2 separate regions of the Sus scrofa genome follow, and region 2 is linked to region 1. Evidence: chromatin contacts called from public Hi-C data. All regions are on one chromosome and are shown on one strand. Each heading gives the region's core, a stretch centred on a gene start, on an enhancer-like site or on the middle of the called end of the contact. The rest is flanking DNA. Distances are from core to core; before and after follow the strand shown. Region 1 overlaps MTUS1 (microtubule-associated tumor suppressor 1). Region 2 holds the start of FGL1 (fibrinogen-like protein 1).

The links. A called contact is a pair of places that touch in the nucleus more often than the background predicts.
Region 2: a Hi-C map of liver shows a contact between it and region 1, with 5 times the contacts expected there. The contact joins the promoter of FGL1 here to the enhancer-like site in region 1. A contact is called at or near these places in 31 of 47 Hi-C or Micro-C datasets (adipocytes, adipose tissue, alveolar macrophages and 17 more) and 2 of 2 datasets of contacts at active chromatin or transcription factors (alveolar macrophages and skeletal muscle).

What each region holds. Positions count from the first base shown.
Region 1 is chr17:5,416,605-5,420,169 of Sscrofa11.1, reverse strand. The region is part of intron 3 of MTUS1 (microtubule-associated tumor suppressor 1); the gene reads left to right. Among named protein-coding and RNA genes, the nearest start is that of MTUS1, 89 kb to the left of the region's middle. Within about 2 kb of position 1,654, at least 25 of the 83 cell types and tissues checked have an H3K27ac peak or open chromatin away from gene starts, as enhancers often do. A contact at or near this core is called in adipose tissue, brain, liver and 1 more, where this site is marked.
Region 2 is chr17:5,594,285-5,597,975 of Sscrofa11.1, reverse strand. FGL1 (fibrinogen-like protein 1) reads left to right here and starts at 1,542. Exons shown (of 8, transcript XM_021077952.1): 1 at 1,542-1,613. PCM1 (pericentriolar material 1 protein) reads right to left here and starts at 977. Exons shown (of 41, transcript XM_021077917.1): 1 at 640-977.

The sequences.
Region 1 (3,565 bases), core at 405-2,904:
TACGCCACAAAGGGGACTCCTATCAGAATTCTTGATTTGTGATTTAGGCAAAAATATAAATCCTGCTTCTCCCTCGGAATTTCTCTATAAATTTGGCATGAAAAATTCATTCAGTGGCATTCTCTTTTGATGAACGTGCTGTGAGACACTGAAATATTTTTTTTTATTTTTATTTTTTTGTCTTTTTAGAGCTGCACCTGCAGCATATGGAGGTTCCCAGGCTAGACGTCTGATCAGAGCTGTAGCCACCGGCCTATGCCACAGCCACAGCAACAGCAACTTGGGATCCGAGCCGTGTCTGCAACGTATACCACAGCTCACGGCAACACAGGATCCTTAACTCACTGGTCGAGGCCAGGGAAGGAACCTGCAACCTCATGTTTCCTAGTCGGATTTGTTTCCACTGCGCCACGACAGAACTCCCCGACACTGAAATATTTATGTGTTGAAGGCAACTGGTATTTTTTTCTTCAAGGATTCTAAACTGTACCATTTGCAGTGATGGTGGTTTGGGCTTATTTAAGGAAAGAAAGCAATCTAGGGGCTTTTGGAACATAACTGGAAGTTTTTTTAAAAGATAACTTCAGTTTCATTTTACTTTGTAAAAGGCTATATTTTGTAGATATTTTTTTTTCTAGTCATATACTTTCATGCTAGATTCAGTGTAACAAGAACAGTATATTACAACTTCAAGCCTAGCTTTAAGTAACGCAAGCTGAAAATATTTTTAAAGCTTCCAGTTCATGTGAATTCTGTTTCTGTGTATGAAATGGGTGAATTGAGTCTTTCCTTTCTTTCAAAAGATGTATTAGGTCTTAGTATTGATTCGTTCATTTCCTTTTTAATTGCTTTTTACAAAATAATTCAATGGATTGACTAATTTAACCTAATTTTGGAGTTTCTGCTGTGTCCAGGCACCACTGTAGATGCTGTGAGGGATATGGGATATAAAAGATAGTTGAGGAGAAAGAAAACATTTATGTGGATAAGTAGGATAGCCGATAAAGCGAGCTATGAGGGAGTGGCGGGGGGGAGGGGCGTTCTCTCTGCTTTGGGGGGGTGTCAATTTCTTCTTTCTGGTGAGGGACAGAGGCAAAGTGGAGCATGGTTACTGAACCTTCTGGGTGTCTGGGTGTGGAGCACTTTAGTTTCTCTCAAATAACTTCTGTTATCCTGATTTTATATGCGTGGTAATTGCGGCTCAGAGAGATTGTCCCTGATCCAAAGGGCACTCAGCCAGAATGTGACACAATTTAGACTGTGTTGGTGGAGGGCAGGGCACTGAATTCATGACTGAATTAATGACCACGTCCCCCAGAGGGCTCTTAGCAGCAGTGGGCTGGTCTCCTACGAGAGTAGTAAGTAGCTGTGTACCGGACCTCCCGGAGCCCTGAAACATGCAACTTGAAATTAAATGGGACAATTCTCTGCATATCGTTTAAATTTGGAAGTTGTGGCGTAAGATCAGACGGGTTTGCGATGCATCTGAAAAGGTCATTCACACAGTCATTATCTTAAGGTCATTTCACTTGCAGCTTTTGCTGTTTGTAATGGGAAATGCCAAAAAGAAACTGCCACAACAGAGGCACGCAGGTGCCCTTGGAGGGCTGTAGGGGTGTGTAGGGAATTGGGGACCCGGGCAGGAGGCGTCCCCGCTACGGCCATGTTGCCCAGCCCCGTTCCTGTGTCTGACACTCTGACACTGTGAGGAGGGTGTCGGAAGCTTTTGTCCTCTCCTTTTTGTCTTTTAACAAAGGGGCTTCCCGTAAACCCACAGAGCCTGGCCAGTGGCTCTGTGTCCCTGTAGCAGATTAAGCATTCAAATCAATGAGTCTCTTTCTTAGTCTGATTTGCCAGCTAGTTTAAGCTCTAATGTGCAGTGCCTTGGAGCTTAGAGATTTTTTTTTTTCCCTCCCCTCGAATTCACTGAGAGATGCATGAGGCACAGGAGAGTGAACATGGCTGCAGCTTTCCTTGCTTAAGCTTGCTTTGATCCTTTTAAATGACTATACCAGGAGGATTTCGCAGTTGTACAGAAACGGATACTTCTTCAAAAATATTTATCAATTCTACACTCACCCCACCGGCTGGCTCAGAGAGGCACTATGATGCCACCCTATTGACACTGCTGGTTCTGGGATCCTACAGCCTTTGTATAGTTCCTTTGTTAGCCACGTTTACTGGGAAAAGAAGTAGGTCGATGATTTCTGGTTTGATTCTTTCTTTTTTAGCATGCTTAAATTTTATTCAATAAATTGATGTAGCACCTCTTGATTGCTATTTTCCTAGCTTGTAATTTGTTCATTGTAGCATTTCTCAGACATATTTATATTTAAGTTGTGAATGATTCTATATGGAACCAATTTTATTGTGTGTTTTATATGTTTTGGGACTCGGACTAAATATAATTCAGCACTATTGTTGGTGTTCTTGGCACACGAAATTACCTTATAAAGGACTGGTTAATGGTCTCATTTCTGATTAAATTTCTGGTAGTTTTTGTGTCGACCTAATCATTGTGTGAGCATAGAAAAATACTTTCCCAGAATTAAGATGAAAACATCACATTTTAAATAATCTTACTCATAGTATGTCTAAAAATATTTAAAATGTAGACTTTTTAAAGATTACCTTAAAACGTGAAAAAATCATTTTGAGCTGAATTTTCCAATTTCCGGTAATAGTGGATCGTGTTAGGAAGCACCTTAATCTTTTGATCAGTGTTGTAGATTCATATTGGGGTAAGCATTTGAACCCTTTTAAAGAATGTTTTCTTGTTTCGTCTATTCATTTTCTTTGTGATGTGGTGCCGTTAGTGGAATCATTGAGGAACTTCTGAGATTGCATAGTGCTGTTGTAAAATTAGCATCTGGTTCTCAGTCCGTACTTAGGGATGCTATAGAAATATCATTACCAAGTTGTAAATTGACTAAATCAGGATACCGAAGGCAATACAATTTTCTTACTTGGGGGTTTCAGCAGGTTCTTTGTGTGTGTTCTTTTAAGTCTGGAAAAATTTAAAGTAACAGTATTGATTTTTTCTTTTCTTTCTTTCTTTTTTTTTTTTTAGATATTAGCACAGAACATTGCACAGTAGTTTCTATTTCAGATGTACTCATTTTTAGAGGTTAAGTGGTCTAAGCTCTTCCAGACTCAGGTAGCTAAAGTCCAGTCTTTAAGATCATTTGATAAAAATAAGTTATACATTGTAGTTTTTGAAAAGAATTGAAGGTTTGAGGACCTTTGTGTGGGTGTAGAAGGAGGTCTCAGGAGAGCTTGTAATTTTGCCATATTAGCAAATGTGAAGTCCAAGGGCTTCCTTCTCCTAGCAGTTTGGCCACAAAAACACGTTAAGCCTGTTTATTTTTGAGAAGCAAATGGTAAGGTGGAGGTAAGGGCACACACCAAAGCTCTGTGCACAAAACCAGAGAACAGGTAGAGGTTATTAATTGAAGAAATGGAGCATTTTCTCCCTTGCTCCATGGCCAGCCTTGCACACGCACAGTGCGAGATGTAGAGAAGGGCGTCCACCTTGGACTCATCCTAGCTTTATTACCAACTCATT
Region 2 (3,691 bases), core at 293-2,792, 180 kb before region 1:
GGGATGGCGGGGGGAGGGAAGAGCTAGGAAATTTAACATTCCCGTCGCCAGCATAAAACCCCTCTTGGCCAAACTCAGGAACGCCTCCCCCGGCCCTTCCGCTCCAAGAACACCCGAGACAGCAAAAACGCCGCTGCTCACAGCCCAACCCCCAAATCGCGTCGCTCCTCATCCGCCCTTCGCCACCCCAAATTCTGGACATCCAGAGCCCCACAGAATGGAATCTAGGGGGAAGAGGGGAGAGCAGAAGCGCAGTGATGAAGGCCCCTGGCTATGAAAAACTAGACTCCCCGCCCCTGGCAATCAAACCGCAGCCCCCTACTCCGTTTCCTCCCCTCGCAACGGACATTCCTGGAACTCCCGAGGCGCAGGGCGGCCTCCTCCGCGGGCAAGAAAGAGAGAGGGGCGGGGAGGCTAGAAGGGAGTTCCGAAAACGCCACTGCGTCTCCAGAAGCGTACCCCGAGATTGCGTCGGTCCGTCCGGAGTAGGGGCGGGCTGCCTGCCCAGCAGACTGGAAGCAAGAGGACCCAGGAGCCCAGACCCAGGCCCTCCAGGGTCAAGCGTGTCAGGGCCGTCGCTCTCCCGCCCAGAGCCGCGCTACCCTCGGTTGCCAAGGGCTGAGGACGCGCAGGCATTACCTGTAAACGAAGCACAAGCTCCTGCCAAGAGCGGAGGAGCGGTCGCTCCCACGCCCCGCCACCGGCAGCGGTCTTCCCTTCGAGTCCGAGCCAGGGAGAGTCCCCAAGTTCCCTGGCTGCTCAGGGCCCAATGGCCGCCTCTTCTACTTCAGCTACTCGGCGCCAACCGCCGCAGCCACCGCCATCTTAGGATCTCATTGTGGTGGGAGAAGAGGGGCGGGGGGACTGCAGAGGGGCAACGGGAGGGGAGACATGCGCCGTCTCCGCGGCAACGGCCGCGCGGGGGCGAAACTCGCCCGGGCGGGAGCTACAGTGTGATCCACGCTCTAGACTGGAGTCATGTGATCCGCTGGAGTCTATGGTGTCACCTCTGGCAGCGGTGCCTATTGCACAAACGAGCCACTGGAGACTACATATCCCAGAATGCCAGGTCAACCTGAGGTTATACGCGCCCGCTCAGCCGCCCGAAAGAAATGACTACAAGTCCCAACATGCTGTGCGCTTCGGGCGCCGATCGCCCTGCCAGGGGCTGGAGGCCCTGACGGAAGTGGGTTGACTTCCGCCTCAGGCAGCTGGGAAATGCGCGGAGGCGCGTAGTGGTTTCCGTGGGGCTTCCAGCTCCGGGTTGTGCTTGCTGGAAAGGAAAGACTAAAGACTAAAGCTGGGCATCGCTCTCCTGTTCCCTGTCCACCAAGAGCTTCCTCACAGGAAGGTTGAAAACAAAAGCGCCCGTGCAATCTGGTCCTAAGTTTACACGTGAGGAAAATCCCATGAGTTAATTGGAGGAACATCATACAGCTGGTCAAGGATAGAGTCACACATGTTAATAATTAACACCGCCTTGGATTAATGCCCTACTTTTTCCTTTGAAGAACCAGCTGACCTTCATCAAAATTTAGTATCCAGAAGTTTTCTCTAAGACTATGGTCTTTGAATTCTTTTTTTATTCTTCTCTCAGCAGCGACACTTTTAAGGTTAGTTTATTTACACATTCTCCCTTAAAATGCTAGGGAATGCAAATTTGTTCGCGGGAAGCATAGTGAAGTCAAACAGAGAAATCATTTTGGAGCAGAGAAAAGTTAATTTTAGGGCCATGCAAAGAGAAGGGTGGCTCGTGCTGCTAAAACATGGAACTCTGTAAAGAGTTTTGGCAAAGCATTTTTAAAAGCCAGGTAAGGGAAGGGAGTTGCAGGGTGTGTGTTCAGCTCCTGCACAGCTCTCTGGTTGAAGGTGAAGTAACAGCGTGGTGTCTTCCGGGTTGACATCAATCCTTAGGCTCCAGGAGGCTAGAGGGCCATGGGCTCATTGTCATCAAGTAGTTAACATCGTGCGTTTTGTGGGAGGTTTTCACATCTGTAAAACAACTCTGAAAATGTGCATCAGATACTGTTATCTAGGTACTTCAGAGAGGAGCTAAAGCAGAGGATATGGGGGGAAAGACGTGCCCCCAAGGCCCCACAGGGTCCTACTTCATTACAAACCCCAAAAATATGGTCAAGTGACAACGCCTGTGTGGCTATCTGAAAATTTTGAAATGCTAGTCAATTTTTCTTGCATGCAAGGACATTGTTTTTTTAAGACCGTTTGTAATTGTGGGATAATTTTGTTTTACGCAAAATAAGAATAGGAAGAATGAAGAATGGCATCTGGGTTCCAACAGCAAATTGTTCTGTTACCAATAGAAATTTTTTCACAAAAGCAGTTAATAGAACTGCATCTCAGTACATAATTCAGATAAAACCCTTCCTGCTGCTGTAATTTGCAGCTGAATCCAGGTTCCATTCCAGTACAGTGATCTTTGACACTGTTTATTTGTCATACTTTTTTTTGGCCAGAGTGTGTAGTGGCTTGACATGGGATCTCAGTTCCCAGACCAAGGACTGAATCCATGCCATAGTGGTGAAAGCACTAAGTCCTAACCACTAGACTACTAGGGAACTCCCTGAGGTACATTTTAAAATACTTTCTGTATGTCTAATAGTGCTAATTACTTAGGTAACAAAAGCATAGTCCATGCCCTTTAAAAGCAAATATTTTAGTGAATGATGAAGAAATAGGATATGATATAAATCAATTCTGTTTTGTAAGAAAACTCAGAGCACAGAGCAGCTAATGGATTGTATTTACTGTAGTCCACCGTGCCTTAGGCCTCATTGTAATTCCACCGTGCTCTAAGATCTTGGATAAGTTACTTAACCTTTCTGAGCTTCAATTTGCCTCATCTATGAAATGAGGAGAAACTAATAATATTCTTACCTTGGAAGGATTTTTTTAAAAATAGTGTTTATTTTGTACTAAGCATTTCATCTATTGTGATTTTCTTTTTATTTTTTTTTAATGGTTTACTTTTGCCCTTAATTTTTTATTTATTTATTTTTTTGTCTTTTTGCCATTTCTTGGGCCTCTCCCTCGGCATATGGAGGTTCCTAGGCTAGGGGCCAGTCTACGCCAGAGCCACAGCAACGCGGGATCCGAGCCGCGTCTGCGACCTACACCACAGCTCACGGCAACACCGGATCGTTAACCCACTGAGCAAGGGCAGGGATCGAACCCGCAACCTCATGGTTCCTAGTCGGATTCGTTAACCACTGCGCCACGATGGGAACTCCTATTGTGACTTTCTTAATTCTCACAACTATCCTGAAGAGATTGGTTCTGCATCAGTTCATTTTACCAATGATAGATTAAATAAATCACCAAAGTTCTGACAGCTCCTAGTGAAAGAGGCCAGGTCTAAACTGAGGTCTACTGACTCCTTGGAGGGATTTTTTGATTAAGAAAATGCACGGGAGGAGTTCCCGTCCTGGCTCAGTGGAAACAAATCCAACTAGGAACCATGAGATTGCGGCTTCGATCCCTGGCCTCACTCAGTGGTTTAAGGATCAGACGTTGCTGTGAGCTACCTGGTTGCGGATGTAGCTCGGATCTGGCATTGCTGTGGCTCTGGTATAGGTAGGCTGGCAGCTGCAAGTTTCGATTTGACCCCTAGCCTGGTAACCTCCATGTTCCTTGGATATGGCCCTAAAAAGCGAAAAAAAAAACAAAAAAAAAA